2 separate regions of the Anas platyrhynchos genome follow, and region 2 is linked to region 1. A link is a contact called in public Hi-C data. All regions are on one chromosome and are shown on one strand. Each heading gives the region's core, a stretch centred on a gene start, on an enhancer-like site or on the middle of the called end of the contact. The rest is flanking DNA. Distances are from core to core; before and after follow the strand shown. Region 1 has its middle 16 kb from the start of DISC1. Region 2 has its middle 14 kb from the start of SPRTN.

Region 1 (3,285 bases), core at 315-2,814:
TCACCGTAGGCAAGTAAACAGCTGCATTCACACATGCAGAAGCGTTTGATTTTGTACCAGAAGTTCAGCAGCTAAAAGAGACTTGCATTTTGTTATATGGGTAGCGTGATTATAATACATATTAAGGAATTAGGACTCGAGTTTATGAATCCTTATTAGCACCGGTACTCCTTAATGTACTACTTCAAATAAAAGTATTGTATAATTCACAAGTCTGCAAGTACCTGTCTAGTCAAACTTTCTCATGGATTTCCATTAATACCATACACACATGCTGGGATACAAAATAATTTTGGGAATACCAGAGAACAGCATGTTTTCCACATAGCAGAAGGAGCTGAATATAATTTATCACGATCAGAGACCTACCTGAGCCTAAAAATGAATCTTGCACTGCACCACTAATTGTGTTTATAAGAACTTAAAGAGAAAACAAAAAATAATTTGTAATTAAAAAAAAAAAAACCTTTCAGTTATTTCTAGTGCTAGACACTAGGTGGCAGAGCAAATATATGTTCTCTAATAATTCACAAACACATCCTTCCAGTAACAAGGCAGGACCAGATAAACTAAATTAAGTATATATTTAAAATAATCTGAAATCTTGCAGCTGGTCTACTTTTCCTGACCAGTTCCTGTAGAGCACAGGCCCTGCTAAGACTGGGTTTAAACCTTTTATGCTACTTACCATGAGCGTTACCTTCAATTTAGTGATTTAGTCACAAACTCATGTCTCTCTGCACAAAAGCCCACAGCTCCCCCTTTCCTATACAATCCATTTTTAAAGTAGGGCTCAGGAAAACTCTAACTCATAATTTAACAGATGACAGAAGTTTTATACACAGATGTGGACCTCAAATGTGCCCAAGTGGTTTAGGAACATCGGTGTAACTGCTGATCAGTAGGACGAGCTGCACAGGTAGATGTGATTAAGAAACGAGACTGTAAATTGTTCATTCATTGTTTCTTTGCTCCTGCAAAGCCATGTTTCTTCCAGAGGAAGAGCATACCTGTCTAAGTAGCTAAGAAACTAAGAGTCACTGTGGGTAAATGCTGAGGTGAAAATGCTGGAAAAAAAGGTCTGGAAGAACGAAGCGGGGATGCTTTGCACCACGAGATGTCAGCAGGCACCCAAGGCCCAGAGCCCGGCCCCAGCCATGGCTTTGCCCTTGTGCTGCAGGGAGCAGGAGGCAAGGTGCCGGGCTGGGGGCCTGGAGGTGCAGGGGCAACTTGATAAGCAAGGGAACTGCTAGGAAAAGAGGTTCCACCAAGAAAATAACGCACGAGAGGAGTTTGTTAAAGCTGGTTGGAAGTTCAGCCTGAGTGCTTGTGACGCAGCTGTCTGCCTGCGGGATGCTGTGCGTGCTTTGCACATGCCAGAACCGCACGTAAGCAACCTTTGCATTTCAGTCCCATAAAAGGGGACTGAAAAAAGAGCTGCTCCTTGTGCTGGCTGGTTCCAGAGTGCAGCACGAGCTCGGATTAGCAGCGGTGAGAGATGGGATGGAAGCTGAAAGAGATGAACCTAATTCCAGGCTCCCAACCAGTTTGCTGTATGGCCTTACACTGCCTCATCTTACTCATTTGTCCTCACAGTTTTGGCATCTCCTGTCTGTCATCTTCCCCTTTAGGCGTGAGGTATGCAAAGCAAGACCACCAGCTTTGAGGAGAGAACCCCCCACACCCCTCAACACTTCTAAATCTGTCAGTGCTTAACAGCATTCCTGTGACACTGAAACACCAAGGGCTGTCTACGCATCTGGTCCTGTCCCCAGGCATGCAGAACTTCATTTCAACAAAACCTAGGCTATTTCCAGATCCACTTATGCATGGTCAGTTTTGTCAGCTATTTTTTCCTAAAGCCATGACAGGAGAGGACCTTGAGAAAAACTAAATGGAAGTGGTAGGACCCTTCTGGAGCAGGATCTGATGATGGGCTCAGGAGGTCACCCGGCATGATGTGGCAGCGGAGGAGCAGAGCCTACACAACAACAGCCCCTTTCTTTGGGAGGAGTAAACATCTGAATGAAAACAACAGTAGGATAAACGTGGATGAACCCACTTGTCACTGGCCTACAACATCCAGCGGGGGGGCTGGGAGCTCAGGAGGTGGCAGGAGGAACACCAGAGCCAGCTGCAGGCCTGAGGGAGGAGCCATGAGAGGAGCCATCACTGCGCCTCTGGCCTCCTCTCAGGGAGGCACCGACTGGCTCCAGAAGAAGTCATAGAAGAAGAAGCCTCTTCTGCTACACCCTGCCAGCAGCCCTTTCCAAGGGATAATGAGTCAGGCAAAGGGAGGAAGAATTGGTAGGAAATTATACCCCTCAAAGACAACCTTCCTCAGAACTGGAGAAGAAGCTTCTTTCATGTTTGTAGACAATTTACCCTGGCTTGTGATGGTTGCAGACCTCAAAAGAACTAAGGCTTGCTCACCTGCAAAGGCAGCATGAGATCTGCCCGCCCACCCATCCATCCTCACGCACGGTGCCATGGCTGCTGTAGGACATACACTCCAGGCCTTCTGACAGCAAGTACCAGACCTGTCTTCCCCTCCCAGGCAGAGCTGTTTTCAGATTTGGAGGTGCAAGTAGACCAACCCACCTAAGAAACCACCAGCTTCCTCTTCCTGCATGGAGATGGTTTACCTCACGATGCCAGACAGACATGGGAAGGACCAAACCATGCGATGGACATGGGCAGTGGCTCAACAGAACCGTACAGCCTAAGAAGGATAAGTAAAGACAGGAAAGAAACAGATAGGGTTGAAGAACCAACAACATCAAAATGGACACGTAAACAGCATACAAGGGGGATACAGTGGTCAGCGTAAGCATTCCTTTATGGTACAGGAGATACCTAACCTTGGTTCCAAGAGTTGCAGCTGCTGGCAGTTCACACGTCAAGGATTGTGCCTACTGATACAGGAGCGGAGGTAACACGCGTGGGAAATGGCGTGGTGTGGGAACGAAGAGCTTGTGGTTGACTTGTGGCAGCACAGCTGGGAACCTGCAATCCCTGCTCAGTGCAGGACCTGTTGGTTCTCAGCAGCTCCAAAAAAACAAGTTCCCCTTATTTATTACCTGAGAAGATAGATGCTTTGGGGACCTTGCGGTCATTTAAAATTCGGTTCCTATGGTCTACTCTAAGCCTCTTTTATAGCCGAGTCACTCAGTTTCAAAGCGTTGTTTCCAAATTCTCGCAGGGCTGTCTTCCTGTCCCATGTCCTCCCCAAGTCCCACCCTACTCGCATATGCACCCTCTGTCCCGCAGCTCATCCTGCTCTTC
Region 2 (3,414 bases), core at 459-2,958, 90 kb after region 1:
TGGTGTGCCAACAACAAAACACAAAAAGTTTCAGCTGCCAGCATGGGCATATTTACTTTCCCTTTACTTCCCCTTCCCCAGCCGCAATATAATAATGGGCACACATTCTGCACAGTCACATTCTCCTCAAGAAACTGGCTGCTCTTGGCTTGGACTGGCGCACGCTTCGTTGGGTTAGAAACTGGCTGGATAGCCGGGCCCAGAGAGTTGTGGTAAATGGAGCCAAGTCCAGTTGGAGGCCAGTCACTAGTGGCGTCCCCCAGGGCTCGGTGCTGGGGCCGGTCCTCTTTAACATCTTCATCAATGATCTGGATGAGGGCATTGAGTGCACCCTCAGTAAGTTTGCAGATGACACCAAGCTAGGTGCGTGTGTCGATCTGCTGGAGGGTAGGAAGGCTCTGCAGGAGGATCTGGATAGGCTGCACCGATGGGCTGAGGTCAACTGTATGAAGTTTAACAAGGCCAAGTGCCGGGTCCTGCACCTGGGGCGCAATAACCCCAAGAAGAGCTACAGGCTGGGAGAGGAATGGCTGGAGAGCTGCCAGGCAGAGAAGGACCTGGGAGTGATGGTGGACAGTCGGCTGAATATGAGCCAGCAGTGTGCTCAGGTGGCCAAGAAGGCCAACGGCATCCTGGCTTGTATCAGAAACACTGTGACCAGCAGGGCTAGGGAGGTGATCGTCCCCCTGTACTCGGCTCTGGTGAGGCCGCACCTCGAGTACTGTGTTCAGTTCTGGGCCCCTCGCTACAAGAAGGACATCGAGGTGCTTGAGCGGGTCCAGAGAAGGGCGACGAAGCTGGTGAGGGGCCTGGAGAGCAAGTCCTATGAGGAGCGGCTGAAGGAGCTGGGCTTGTTCAGCCTAGAGAAAAGGAGGCTCAGGGGTGACCTTATCACTCTGTATAAGTATATTAAAGGAGGCTCTAGCGAGATGGGGGTTGGCCTGTTCTCCCATGTGCCTGGTGACAGGACGAGGGGGAATGGGCTAAAGTTGCGCCAGGGGAGTTTTAGGTTAGATGTTAGGAAGAATTTCTTTACTGAAAGGGTTGTTAGACATTGGAACAGGCTGCCCAGGGAGGTGGTTGAGTCACCATCCCTGGAAGTCTTCAAAAGACGTTTAGATGTAGAACTTAGGGATATGGTTTAGTGGGGACTGTTAGTGTTAGGTCAGAGGTTGGACTCGATGATCTTGAGGTCTCTTCCAACCTAGAGATTCTGTGATTCTGTGATTCTGTGATTTTAAAGCACAAGCAAGAACTGTAGTAGTAGCTTAACTCTCTTTGGACCTGAAGTTTTGTTCTATGTAGAACTCTAAAGGGATGTAGGTAACAATTTCTAAACTTCTTACGTTAATTTTTTTTCCTCATGCACTGTGAGAATATATATATTTTTTCTTTTTAAAGCTTTATTTTAAATAGCACGAGTAGGAAGCAACTTTACGTAGCTAAGAGCCACAATTTTGTATGAAATAATCTGCAAGGGAGTGTATTTACAGTAAAAATTAGGCTTCTACAAAACCAAGAGAGCACATAGTGCTCATTTTTTTTTCTGTTTGGCTCTTTTTTTTTTTTCTTTTTTTTTTTTTTTTTGCGTGATAATTTTCACTTATGACTCAGCAAACCTGCCCGCATTAGCTGCTATCTGTAGGGCACGTAGCAGGAATGCAGGAACACGTCGGGAACCTCAGAGCGAGCCGGAGCGAAGCAACAGCGAGCAGCGGGGTCCCCCTAGTGCTGCCACCGGCACGAGTTTGGGCTGGGAGGCTTTTGTTGTTGCAAGCTCTTCTTTAGGTCCTTGTGAGGCTGCTTCACCTTGATGTCACCTGCAGCCTTACATCCACTGCGGCTGGGGATGAAGGAGCAGGGAGCAGAGGAGGCAGTGGTTGCACCTCCAGCACTAACAGGAGGCTTGAAAGTTTGTTCCAGCATCCTTGGGCAAGAGTGCATGGAGAACAGCAGCTCTACCCAGCGTGCCCGGTGCCATTTCTGCCCGTGCACCTGCCTGGGGGGCCCTGCACGCTTTTGGATCCTTGTCTTTGTCCAAGGAGAGCCCTGGTTTCCAGGCGGCGTTGAGTCCCGAAGCATTGTCCCAAGCACTGTCAGCTGACCTGCAGGCGTTTCCACTCTACCCTCATGTGGGCAGTGGATTGAATCATAAAATACTTGGCTGAGGGAAATATTTGAGGTTGCTGGGTGATTCCAGGAGGTCAAGTGGTAGCTAAGCCCTTGAACGAGGAGAACACAAAATGCCTAGAGAAGAGCCCGTGACAAGTCCCAGCCAGGAGCATTGCCTCCGGCTGCTGCTGCTCCCCACGTCCCTGCTGTTGGACACCCAGGAGCCATTTGACATGAAGCTTGGGTAGGGACCGACTCCAGGAGACTGGAAACTGGTGCAGGATCCACAAGCAGAGCGTCTAGCTGCAAATCTGAAAATGACACTTCAACACAGAAACAAGTGCCTGTGCCCACATGTCCCAGCGTGGGCTGGGCTCGACACATCATACAACAACCCAGTGCTGGGGATGCTTGCCCAACAGCAGAGACTTCGGCTCCCTCTGCCCTTTCTGAAGAAGTTAATGCCCATTTCTCTCGGTTTCTGCTCCAGGGTGGGCACAGACTGACCGTGACCCTACAAATGGTTCAGTGCCTGCACTGCTAGCAGTGCAAAGCCTTACTTTTAGTGGGGGAGAGCTCAGCTACAGCAGAGTCCTGAGGGACTTCTGTTGATTCCCTGAGGAAATTCAACATTTCTAGAGCATGTAAAGGAATGAGGAGGAAGTCTGGATTAAGGCCATTGTAGGCATCTTCCTCCAACCTCAGGTGTCCTCGTTGTTTCTGGAGAATGCTGGCATCCAAAATGCCTTGCAAAAAGCTCCAATGCCATTACTTACTACCTGGGACATGTGTCTGCTTTGACAAAACTGCATTTCAAGAAGCAAGTGCCTGCACAAACGTTAGCAGTAAAACCTCTTGGGTGGTGTCCTCTTAACTCTGCGAAATTGCCGGGGAAATGCTGCCAGATAGCTTGAATAGTCTTTTGGGGATTTGCAGGGCCTGAAGGCCCTCCCACTTCCTGCCATCAGATGCTTTTCCTGCCTCCTAAATCTCCTCTAGGTACATTCCAAGTTGGTTACATCTAAGCTTTAATTCACGTCATCTGAAGCACCGATAATCCTGGCTCCCCCTCCACGGCTCACTGAAGAAGCAACAATTAAAAATTTGCCTTTCCAGCCAGGCTGTGAGGAGCAGTGACGCAGCTGCCCACTCCTTTGCCAGGCTTGGCAGGGCACAGCTTCCTTTCACCTTTTTTTCCTGCGTGTCATGCCGTGCCCGGCTCCTCCTGAGGTCTCTGATGCTCAGGCTGGAGTTTTGTCCTTCCTGGATGTGGCCAGGGTGGGGGCGGTGAGGAGAGCTGCC

Evidence for each region. A called contact is a pair of places that touch in the nucleus more often than the background predicts.
Region 2: a Hi-C map of subcutaneous adipose tissue shows a contact between it and region 1, with 5 times the contacts expected there. The contact joins two enhancer-like sites. A contact is called at or near these places in 6 of 8 Hi-C or Micro-C datasets (F1 follicle, F5 follicle, liver and 2 more).

Annotation. Positions count from the first base shown.
Region 1 is chr3:44,246,432-44,249,716 of IASCAAS_PekinDuck_T2T, forward strand. No RefSeq gene overlaps it. Among named protein-coding and RNA genes, the nearest start is that of DISC1, 16 kb to the left of the region's middle. Within about 2 kb of position 1,565, at least 1 of the 8 cell types and tissues checked has an H3K27ac peak or open chromatin away from gene starts, as enhancers often do.
Region 2 is chr3:44,335,888-44,339,301 of IASCAAS_PekinDuck_T2T, forward strand. No RefSeq gene overlaps it. Among named protein-coding and RNA genes, the nearest start is that of SPRTN, 14 kb to the right of the region's middle. Within about 2 kb of position 1,709, at least 4 of the 8 cell types and tissues checked have an H3K27ac peak or open chromatin away from gene starts, as enhancers often do.